2 separate regions of the Xenopus tropicalis genome follow, and region 2 is linked to region 1. The links are chromatin contacts, called in public Hi-C maps. All regions are on one chromosome and are shown on one strand. Each heading gives the region's core, a stretch centred on a gene start, on an enhancer-like site or on the middle of the called end of the contact. The rest is flanking DNA. Distances are from core to core; before and after follow the strand shown. Region 1 overlaps dync1i1 (dynein cytoplasmic 1 intermediate chain 1). Region 2 has its middle 62 kb from the start of slc25a13.

Region 1 (5,353 bases), core at 423-2,922:
CCGGAGTTGCTGATCTTTTTTATACTATATATATATATATATATATATATATATATATATATATATAGTATAAAAAAGATCAGCAACTCCGGGATTTCTGTTTATGCTACTTTGAATACATGTTTTGATTTTTCACAAGAAATCCTGGAGTTGCTGATCTTTTTTTATACTCTATATATATATATATATATATATATTTTTTTTTTTTTTTTTTTTTTTGCAAAAATAGACAGCACACACTGATAAAGTGCAAAAAGGTATATTGTAAAAAATTACATCATATGCTTACTGTACACATATAAGCGACGTTTCGAGCCCGGCCGGGCTCTTCATCAAGGCTCGTGAGCAGTAACTCACGAGCCTTGATGAAGAGCCCGGCCGGGCTCGAAACGTCGCTTATATGTGTACAGTAAGCATATGATGTAATTTTTTACAATATACCTTTTTGCACTTTATCAGTGTGTGCTGTCTATTTTTGCAAAAATATGTCTATTTTTTCATGAGAGTCGGAACTCATGAAGGACGTGCACCACATACTTAATCACTGAATAGCAGAGTGCTGTACTGCCAAAAAGACTGTGTATATATATATATATATATATATATATATATATATATATATATATAGATATATATATATAGATATATATATATAGATAGATACATATGGATATATATGTGTGTCCCAAGTTGGGGGTGATCTGCTTAGTTTATTGTCTGCTATTTCTTATTTTATTATGTAATAAAAAAAGGCAATTATGTAAAAAAGATATCTGTAAAATAAATATCTAAGAAGTTTCCATGCCTTTAACTCCTTCACTGCCACGCACCTTATAAACACCATTATTATTGTTTAAAGAGAAATGCAAGCGGCCTTAGCTTTGCCTTTATTACATATGATCCTTTCCCAACCCTAGGAGGTAAAGGGGAAATAAAGCATTGCTGGTGCCCTGATCTGAACCTTAACATTGGCAATTGGCAAAGTTCCACCTGCAGCCCTCCAGCTGTTGTCGAACTACAACCCTCCTTGCATTCCACCAACCTCCACAGGTTGCATATGTAATAAGAGCTGGAGGGCGGCATCCTTTATCCATATTGTTATGCATGACAAAATATCTAGCCATGGTTAACCAGCTGTATACCTACTCTATCTCCCCCCCCCCCCCCCCCCCCCCGTTTGTAGTGGTACATTCCAATTCCATTCAGAACTAATTGCCTTACAATGCATTGCTGGCGACACTGTCACCTTTAGGTGCCGTAGTGATCCGCATTAACCCCTTAGTAGCTGAATGCCCGTCCCCTCCCGGCTCACCTCCGTGTCATTATTGAGGTTCCAGAGATCCAAGCGCCCCATCCCATCCACACAGGCGAACAGAGCGGGATGCACGGGTGACCAGGTGACGTCACACACATAGTCGGCATTGTCTTCAAAGGAGTAGAGCGGCTTGTTGTGCTGGAAGCGGAGAGAGAGGAGAAGACTGAGTGGCGCTAGTGCTGCCCCGGGCTGTCTGCTGGCGAGCCTCATTAAACACTTTGCACGTTTGGGGGGGGGGGGGGGAAATAAAGAGAAATGTGTCATGAAAGTGGTGGGAAGGTGCAATGCGGCTCCTCAGAGCCACTATCCGGGGCTAGTACCCTGACAGGACGGGGCAATGGCCGGGGGAGACTGGGGGCTGCCACAGACTCATGAGGGAGGGAACACGGGTTGTTATTCTCTTTAATGCAATAGCTGTTATGAGAGAAATCTCTGGCAGGTAGCGAGGTGCCCATTACATGGGATTCGTGCAAAGGCGGAAGGCGACTTCTCTCAGAATGAATCATCTTAAAAAAAAAGTTCGTGAAGCAGCAGCGACTGGTTTCTGTATGAGGGGAGAAAGCGATGGTTTTTATCATCACAGCCCGCCGCGCTTCTCAAAGAGAGTCAGCGCCATCTAGCGGCCGAAGCGCAAACGTTATCTCCGGGGCAAAGAGTTCGTCAGGTCATTGGTTTACCCTGTAAGTGTCAGGGTTTCCCTTGCTGCTGTCACTCCCTCAGGGCTTGCCTTCCAGGGCAATGACAGGCACTTGGGAGCCAGCGTGTCAGTACGGGAATCACAGTGAAACCAACAACAACAGCATTGACTAGCTCAGACCAGTGACATGATGGAAAGCTGTCACTCTAGCCTACACTCTAGCCTACACTTGCCTCATGGAAACCCTGATGCACTGCTGCTCCACACATTAGACTGACGCCTTGTTTGCCTGACAGGGAGACTGCAAGAAAAATATGTGTCAGACTGGGCACTTCAGGGAAACCATTCACTGTCCTATCAAAATAGGAAGAAGCCAAACTTCATAGAACATGAGCTTTTTGTCCCAAGCCCAACAGCAACATAAAGAGGCAATATATATCCATAGTTACTCATGTCTGGGGACACCCTGATTTGCTCTTGGAAATTTTTGTTGGCTCACTGAAATTTGTGTATTATAAACATATATAAAATATGAGGATATTAGAACTTTGGAGTCCCGTGACCTGTATAAAAACATTCAGTGTGGCCTTGTACAGAACTCCTTAGTGACTTGTAGCATCCTTATATTACAATATGGGGGTATATTACTCCCTGTATATTGATATTGCTCATTAATAAGTGCCTTCTACATTATTGGACTCCGCTGCACCTACAGGATCTATTTCCTCTTTGCTCTGAGGCTTATGTCAGATCAGGCGTATGGCGGATATTTTTGGCAAGCTGAAAAACGGTTGCCGAAAATACCGTCATACACCTCCTACCTGTGCCTGCACTCGAATGAATGGAATACGCTCAGGTGCAGACACATGTAGCCGATATCCGCATAAAAACATGTGAGAATACAAAGTCTTGCGTTATTATGCGGATATCAGCTACATGTGCCTGCACCCGAGAGTATTCCATTCATTCGGGTGCAGGCATTAGCCTAAAAGTCACAATCCAGGCTCATTAGTAAACTCAGATTTGCCTTTTATGTCAGCATTGTGTCTGTGCATTCTACATTAGAATATACAGTAGTAATCATCCCTGTAGCATCAGCTTTAATGACAGATGAACCCCATTATCTGTCTAATGATACCTGACGCTTAGCTTCTCAATAGCTTCCCAGAGAACACTTAGTGGGAGATTTTTCACGTTCAAGTTTCATTATTTTTTACGGTTCGAATTTTTTCGTGCTAAAAAAACTCGAATGTCTGCTAAGTGCAAAAAACCCGAAAACTCAAATGTAAAAATTCACCATCAAGTCAATTGGAAATGTTCTAGGCAAAGTCAAGTCATATTTTCAAACTGAAATTGTTTGAGTTCTTCGAGTTTGTAAAATCGAAGAGAAAAATTTTAGGTATTCCAGTTTTTTATTCAAATGAGTTTTCCTTGTTAATAAGCGAGCATTCGATATGTGAGTTTATTCTATTTGCAGAAACAAACTCGAATTCACAAACTTGAAAATTGCTAAATAAGCCCAGTAGCATTTGCAGTGGCACTGACATTCAAAAGATGGCCTAACGAGATCCAAGATGGCAAGCTCTTGTGGACAACTTTGAAGGTCTGTTTCCTTACTGTTCTAGGGCTGGTTAACGGGGGGGGGGGGGGGGTTAAGTAGGGGGGAGTTAGATATGTGCAATAAGTCAGCATAAGCAGCAGGAGAATTATATTCCCTATATCTATACAGGTATAAGACCTGCTATCTCTGGGGACCTGGGGTTTTCTGGGTAAAGGCTCTTCCCATAATTTGGATCTCCACACTTTTAAAATCATTTAAATGTTAAATAAACCCAAATGGGATTGTTTTGCCTCCAATTAGGATTAATTATATCTTAGTTTGGATCAAGTGCAAGGTACTGTTTTATTATTACAGGGAGAACAGGAAATCATTTGTAAAAATGTGAATTATTTGCTTAAATTGAACTCTGTGGGAGATGGGCTTCTCATAATTCAGAGCTTTCTGGATAATGGGTTTCCATATAACAGATCCCAGACCTGTATAACAATAAATGCTCTTACTCATATAAACAATAACATAATAAGGAGCATTTCACATTCCATAACTTTTCCCCTAAACCAGTAGATTGCTAGCTATTCTCGGGCTTGAGTAGAGGCCAAACCTTACTATACACAAAGCTATTAAATAACAAAGTGGCGGAGACCATTACTTTCCTCTAACGACATAAAAAAGTAATTACGAAAAGCGACCACCTCAGTCTTTTTTGACAGATGCCTATATAAAAATAATGCAGGTCAAGTACATTTAGGCTTTTTTATTTGGGTTGCTTTCAAGTTAAAATGAGTGTAAATCCTCTACTAGGATTTTAATTTATTGCAGAGTTCTTGTCAAACCCAAAATAAGGGAATGTAATTAAAGGGGAGGGGGGGTCCTGGTGTGTTAGGTTCTGTTTTTGCAGGCGAACATGCAAAATGAAAGCGCTCTGTTAGGAGTAATCTTTGTGCGGTTATTTTACAACAACTTAATTTTGTAATCAGCTGCAATCTACCGCAAATGCCAATTGTTATTACTGCAAATGTTGTGATTTTAAAACCAGGATTGGATCTTTATCGCCCTCAAGAGGCCTTATGGGGAGAGGCAATAATAGGGCAAAAAAAGCTCTTTCAGCTCCCCAGCTCTTTCATTGCCAAAGTTAGTGAAGCATTACAGCCAAGCAAGTAAAACATTTTTAGCTCTCTTAAACTGTTTTTTTTTATAGTAGTTAATAGGGAGTTATATCATTCTGTGTTTCTAGTTGCCAAGTCTCCCAGGTCAGAAGTTTGTATTTTTTTCCAGTAATATTATAGTAAAATTCTGCAGCTCCCCAGCCTCTGTAAGTGTTATGGTGCACAATGCCTTGTTACTGTGGACTTTACATGGGAACCCTCTGAAAGAATCTCTCTAAACCAGAATATATATCAGTAAATATTGCCCTTTTACTTCCATTCCCGTGAGCCACTATTTAGTGATGGGCTGGGTGCTCCCTCAGTGATCACATGACCAGAAATAATGCAGCGCTAACTGTAACAGGAAGTAGTGTGGAAGCAAAGACAGAACTCTGTCTATTCATTGGCTAATGGGGACCTAGCATGTATGTGTGGCTTGTGTGCACTGTGAATCCTATGATCTCAGGAGGCGGCCCTTTATTCTTACATTTTTTATTTAGAAGTACCCAATAGCACGTACTATTAAAAAAGTATATTTTTAGGAAAATGGTTTACTTAGATGAAGCAGGGTATTACATATGAACTTGTTTATGCAATATATTTTTTATAGAGACCTACATTGTTTGGGGGTATAGTTTCCTTTATATTATTCATTTAAAAAGGGTCTGACTAGCACTGGTAGGCACAAGGTAGTA
Region 2 (5,816 bases), core at 1,242-3,741, 180 kb before region 1:
TCCTGGGAAGGTTCACCACTGTTCCATGTTTTGCCATTTGTGGATAATGGCTCTCACTGTGGTTCGCTGGAGTCCCAAAGCTTTAGAAATGGCTTTATAACCTTTACCAGACTGATAGATCTCAATTACTTTTGTTCTCATTTGTTCCTGAATTTCTTTGGATCTTGGCATGATGTCTAGCTTTTGAGGTGCTTTTGGTCTACTTCTCTGTGTCAGGTAGCTCCTATTTAAGTGATTTCTTGATTGAAACAGGTGTGGCAGTAATCAGGCCTGGGGGTGACTACAGAAATTGATATTGAAATTGAAAATTGAAATTGATAAACCACAGTTAAGTTATTTTTTAACAAGGGGGGCAATCACTTTTTCACACATGGCCATGTAGATTTGGAGTTTTTTTTTCCCTTAATAACGTGAACCTTCATTTAAAAACTGCATTTTATGTTCAATTATGTTATCTTTGACTAATAGTTAACGGTTTTTGATGAGCAGAAACATTTAAGTGTGACAAACATGCAAAAGAATACGAAATCAGGAAGGGGGCAAATAGTTTTTCACACCACTGTATATATATATATATATATATATATATATATATATATATCAGAGTCCAAAATGGGAAGCACTCCAAAAAAATATATCTATACCTTGGTGCTAGAGCAGAGAAATCTTCAAATGGAGTAAATGTCAGCACTCAAAGGATTTTCATAACTGGTCAAAGAAGTCATCAAGGCTGGTATATTGCAAAGGTGAGTATTTATATATATATATCAAGTATACTGTAATGTTTCATTTTATTGCCTACAGTGTAAATATAGGTATGGGACCTGTTATCCAGAATGCTCTCTGGATATTGGGTCTTCGGATAGTGGATCCCATACCTGTATAGTACAGAATCAGGTGTAAAACATCAGAGCAGTAGCCTATAGAAACCAATTAAAGGTTGCTTTCATAATTCTATCCTTGTTAAACTGATAAAAGCTAAGTGTTGTTTAGCTGCAGATTGAGTCCATGTTCGTACATGCACCCCTAGGTGTTTATGCATATTATGATCTAAAATGTACTAATGAATACTAGCAATGTATCTCGTACAAATGCGTGTAGAACGTTAGTTTCCCCAAAGATTTATTCCTCAAATAGCTGCTATTAGGGCCAGGAAGTGACCCCAGGGTCTGAGAACAGGAATCCATGAGTCACGGCAAGAATTAAGCCCTAGACTTGCTGTCTCGATTTTAGTTGGAGCGCAGCCATACTCCATAGTCTCAATAGCATCTCTGCGGAGTCACAATCAAACTGTATTTTATTAAAGTTCACATACACCCACTGGCCAATCGGAGATGGAGCTTGGTCACATGATAAGGGAAACGATATTACTCAATCACACACCCCTTCAGTTCATCAAATGAAAACAGAGTCCAGTTATATTATTATTAGAATATATCAGGGGTTTATCCATATTTCTAAAAAAAAATGTATCTTAATTATTTAGTTTAATTTCTGATAAACTAGGAGAATTAGGTTTTTACTTTCCTGTTAGACATAATAGCACTTGTTAATAAAAACAGTATTTGTTTTGACAACGTTTGATAACCAAATAGACTCAGCTACCCGAATGAGGAACACCAAAGTTTGCCTAATTAAGGATAAACATAGTAATTAGCTTGTCATCATTTGAATCCAAAGGTCTCAGAGGAAAATGGAAACCAAAGTATTCCTATCATGGTAGCTATTGACCTCTCAGACCTCTACACGTTTGTCATTGATGTTTAAGGCAGACTCACTTAGTCTGTCAGGCTAATAGCACAGATAATGAACAAGTCAAGGACCAATGCTAACTATTTTGTTGTTTTAATACTAATTTTAGAAAGTTAAAAATAGTACAATGGACAAATATGGGTTTATCTAAAATTAGCCACGTAATATGCTAACAGCAACAATAAACCCTTTCTCACCAACAAACCGTTCCAATCTGTACTGAGGGGGTAAACACCTCCTTCAAGTATTTTGATAAATTGCTCCATTAAACAATCTGTCAGCTCGCCAGAGTCCACCCTTGACATTGTTGTTTCATCTATCTGTGAATGAGACCTTGTTTAACTTCATTGCTAATAGTAAACATATTCTGAACCCTGAAAATGAACAGGGAGAGCATTTTAAACACCTGTAACCTTCAGAGTTTGACACGATATTTGCTAAGAGCCTTGAATTTCTACTTTAGAGCTAAAGACGAGGTATTATGAAGTCCTTGCATTAGGTCCCCTACGCACCCAATAATACAGGTTAAAGAAAAATGAGAAAAGATTTTAATTTCTATAAAAATAAATAACAAAAACACCTCTCGACTTTGTCACATATAATTTGTTTGGAGTCCACAAGCCAACAGGAATACAGGCAAGGCAAACTTTTTATTTTGAAATGAAAATGTTACTAACAACAAACGCTGTGTTTATTTCCATTTAAATGGAGATGTATGGGATTAACTCTTGCCTAAAAAAAGATTTGCAGAGCTCAGATCTTCCTTCATTTGCATTTCTAGGTGTAAGCGGCATCAGCAGGTTTCACCCTGAATCATTGCTTTGATCTTTACATTCCATCCATTCTTATTTAAAGTAATTAAAAGCGAAGCCAAGTGCCAGAACTGCAGTAGGAGTTACAGAGCTCTGATGCTTATTACAAATGACAATGTTTGTTATAAAACACAAGACGTAACTGTATCCCATAATGTACACAAGCATAAAAGATACTCTGGGGCAAATGAACAAATGTGGGTGTTACTTTGTAACTAGTGATGAGCGAATCTGTCCCATTTCGCTTCACCCGAAAATTCGTAAAACTTTTTTGACAAGATCACAACTTTTGATGCGACCGCGACTTTTTCCTCACTCGCCAAAAGGCATTGGTACAAGTAACGTGTATATTTTGGAGCAAAAGCACAACATATGGATACTTGCACACACAAAGACCTGAAAATGGATTGTTGTTTTAGATCATAGCCCTATAAGCTGCTGTATTCTTCTCTTTAGCACTTGGCTTTCAGCCTTTAACATAAGCTCCTGAGGCAAAGGCAGAAATAAAGCAGGTTATGGAACTCTATGAGAAGTTATGGGACTTTAGGAAGGAAGAGATCTGATGGCTACACACAGGCCAACCAATGCCCCCTCAAATAAACTTGCACACCGGATGCCACCCGCCACTGGCAGACCCAAGCCCACCCACATTCCCTGCCTGATCTTCACCATGGCCCCCACCAGAATTTCACAAACCCAGTCCCTCTTTCCTGCCAGCTCCTTCTCTGCTTCCACAGGTACTTCCAAATATAAATCTAACACTCTCCATCTTCTTGCTGAGTCCATCATTTCTGCCATTTCCACTGCCATTCCTGCTAGTCCCCCCATACCTATTGCTCCATGCAGAAGAACGAAGCAATATAAGCAGTTCATTTTTCCCCTGAATTGTGCCACCTTCAATTTGCACCCTCAGCACTACTTGCCTACCTTGCCTACCCTAGTTCCGGCCCTGGCTACACAATATATGCTTTAGGATCATACAGTATATCTTGGCTTGATACAGCAGTATCCCATTATACTGTTATGCTTGATTTGCAAGTGCATGGCGCTTAGGTTTTTATCACTTAATGAATTCATACAGGTATGTCATTTTTAATTTTGATAAAATGAGTTTATTTTTGCCCTTTTAAAATAAAATGGCTACCGTTAAATATACCCTGGTGTTATATATAGTTTAGAGCCAGTGTGGTTAGAAAAAATATTCCCTATAAATGTACCTGTACAGCTCTTGTTTCTACTAAGAGTAATGGAAGATGTGACACAACAGATGTAAAGGCCAATTCACAGGATCACAGCCCAGTTGCAACAATTAACTAGTTCAGTTAATATGGAGCTAAAACAAACCATATCGTACTGACATCATGGAGACATTCAAAGCTAGTGGGCCATACTGTCTTGCAAATAAAAGCAGCAGTGGACAGAAGTACAGACTAGAACCCTCCTGTCCCAGTTATTCATATCAGGGGACGAGGGTTGGAGTGCATGCAAACCATTGTTGGGCCTTGAGTTGCTGTGAATAGATACTAGTCACTGTATCTATGTATTTTGGGAATACAACTTGGTACCGCTGGTTTTCAAGGTTCCTGAGTTTTTTTTATTCTAAAACTGAACATACTTGAATTCTTCCCATGCCTTTACAATAATTATTCTGTATATCTAACATCAGTAATATTGTGCTGACAAACATAAAGAGCCATATATGACTGCAAGTGCAATTTCAAACACAACCATCATGTTTTTCCCATACTGCAGTGGTTTTTTTTCAAAATTCACTCACTGTTGTGCACACCAGGGGGCATCGCACATAACACAATAGTGGTCAAAAATAAATGCAACTGAGCTTGCACTTGCTGCAAATCAGACAAGATTGTGCCAATGTCCAGATGCCATCATTTCCAGTTTTCAGCGTGAAGTGTGTTACACGCAGAAGTGTTACGCTCATTGACACAGGACGCTGAGGTAACCCTGACGCTGCTGGTAGCTTCTGAGTTCCTCTCCATCAATAGGTGCAATTCAGAACTGGAGACAGGAAGGACTGAGCGGAACTACTGAAGGCCAAGGAGAGCATTTTGATGCAGTACCTTTTAATAATAGTAATAAACTGGGTTTTATTCACAACTGACTGCGGGAGAATTAGAAAAGCCGCAACTGTGCTACTGTGGTTGTAAATGACCCCTCAAATGTTTGACAGAAATACTATATTGAAAAAAAAGAAAAAAATAATAATAATAAAAATAAATGTTTGAGCAGTCAATTATGATTTGGAATTTTGTCAACTTAAGGAACAGTTTTATTTTCATTATGTCTGCAAATTATGTCAGGCTCTCGCTTAATAGCAGTGCTGGAGATAATAAATGGCTTTCATGTTGAACCAAAGTCTCATAACAGAAACTATGCTTAAGGAGATCAATGGCAGATGCCGATGACCCAACAAAAAAACAATTCAACATAATTTGCTCGTCCCATAATCTGGAGTGTTTTGAAACTCAAGGTCCTGGATATGAACTCTACTGTCTTGATATTCTGCTGCTGCTGTACTTACTGTCTCATGATCAAAGGGTCGCCCCTTGTCTGCTTGTCAAGATGACTGACAAGAGAGCCAAGTGCAATTCCAACGATGAACCTTCAATACCCAAATAACAGTGCATTTTCCTTCGTCAGATCGGTGAAATCAAAGTAATAGTTTAAAACAACTTAATTTCATCCTTTAGGGAAAAGTCCTGCTTGAACCTTTGGAAAATAAGAGGATTTTCTTTCATAATTGCATCCTGTTTAACTCTTTCATTTATCTTCTGTTTGCTTTGCCTTACCTTTCATCCAAGGTCTTTTTTTGTGGAATATAGAAACCAAAGAAAAAAAAAATATTATTAAATACTCATAAATGTAAAAAAAAAGTATGACACCAATATTAAGCACAGGAAAATCTACAATTTGTGTTGTTGTACAAACACTTTCATTTGTCATTATGGTAAGCCACAATGGGTTTGGTGGCGAATCATAAGTTAATTAAGATATATGAATATTTAATTTTCACACATTATTTCATCAGCATTAATGTTCAGACGAGTTAAGAGGAGACAAAGAACAAACAGTCCTGAGACCAAATAGATGACAAGATGTTTCCATTAGAATTACAATAGAATGGGAAAGAGAGTAATACAGTAACACATTACTCAACCTTCTATAGAAAATAATGAATTTTGCTATGTTTGAGCTGGAAAAACTTCTTTTTGCAAAAAGGACATTCTTTAT

The links. Hi-C and Micro-C count contacts between places; a contact is called where the count stands out from the background.
Region 2: a Hi-C map of gastrula embryo shows a contact between it and region 1, with 2.2 times the contacts expected there. The contact joins two enhancer-like sites. A contact is called at or near these places in 2 of 5 Hi-C or Micro-C datasets (gastrula embryo and neurula embryo).

Annotation. Positions count from the first base shown.
Region 1 is chr6:33,464,245-33,469,597 of UCB_Xtro_10.0, reverse strand. It overlaps dync1i1 (dynein cytoplasmic 1 intermediate chain 1), which reads right to left. Exons shown (of 19, transcript NM_001112911.1): 16 at 1,313-1,453. Among named protein-coding and RNA genes, the nearest start is that of slc25a13, 120 kb to the left of the region's middle. Within about 2 kb of position 1,672, at least 6 of the 11 cell types and tissues checked have an H3K27ac peak or open chromatin away from gene starts, as enhancers often do. A contact at or near this core is called in gastrula embryo, where this site is marked.
Region 2 is chr6:33,647,191-33,653,006 of UCB_Xtro_10.0, reverse strand. No RefSeq gene overlaps it. Among named protein-coding and RNA genes, the nearest start is that of slc25a13, 62 kb to the right of the region's middle. Within about 2 kb of position 2,491, at least 2 of the 11 cell types and tissues checked have an H3K27ac peak or open chromatin away from gene starts, as enhancers often do. A contact at or near this core is called in gastrula embryo, where this site is marked.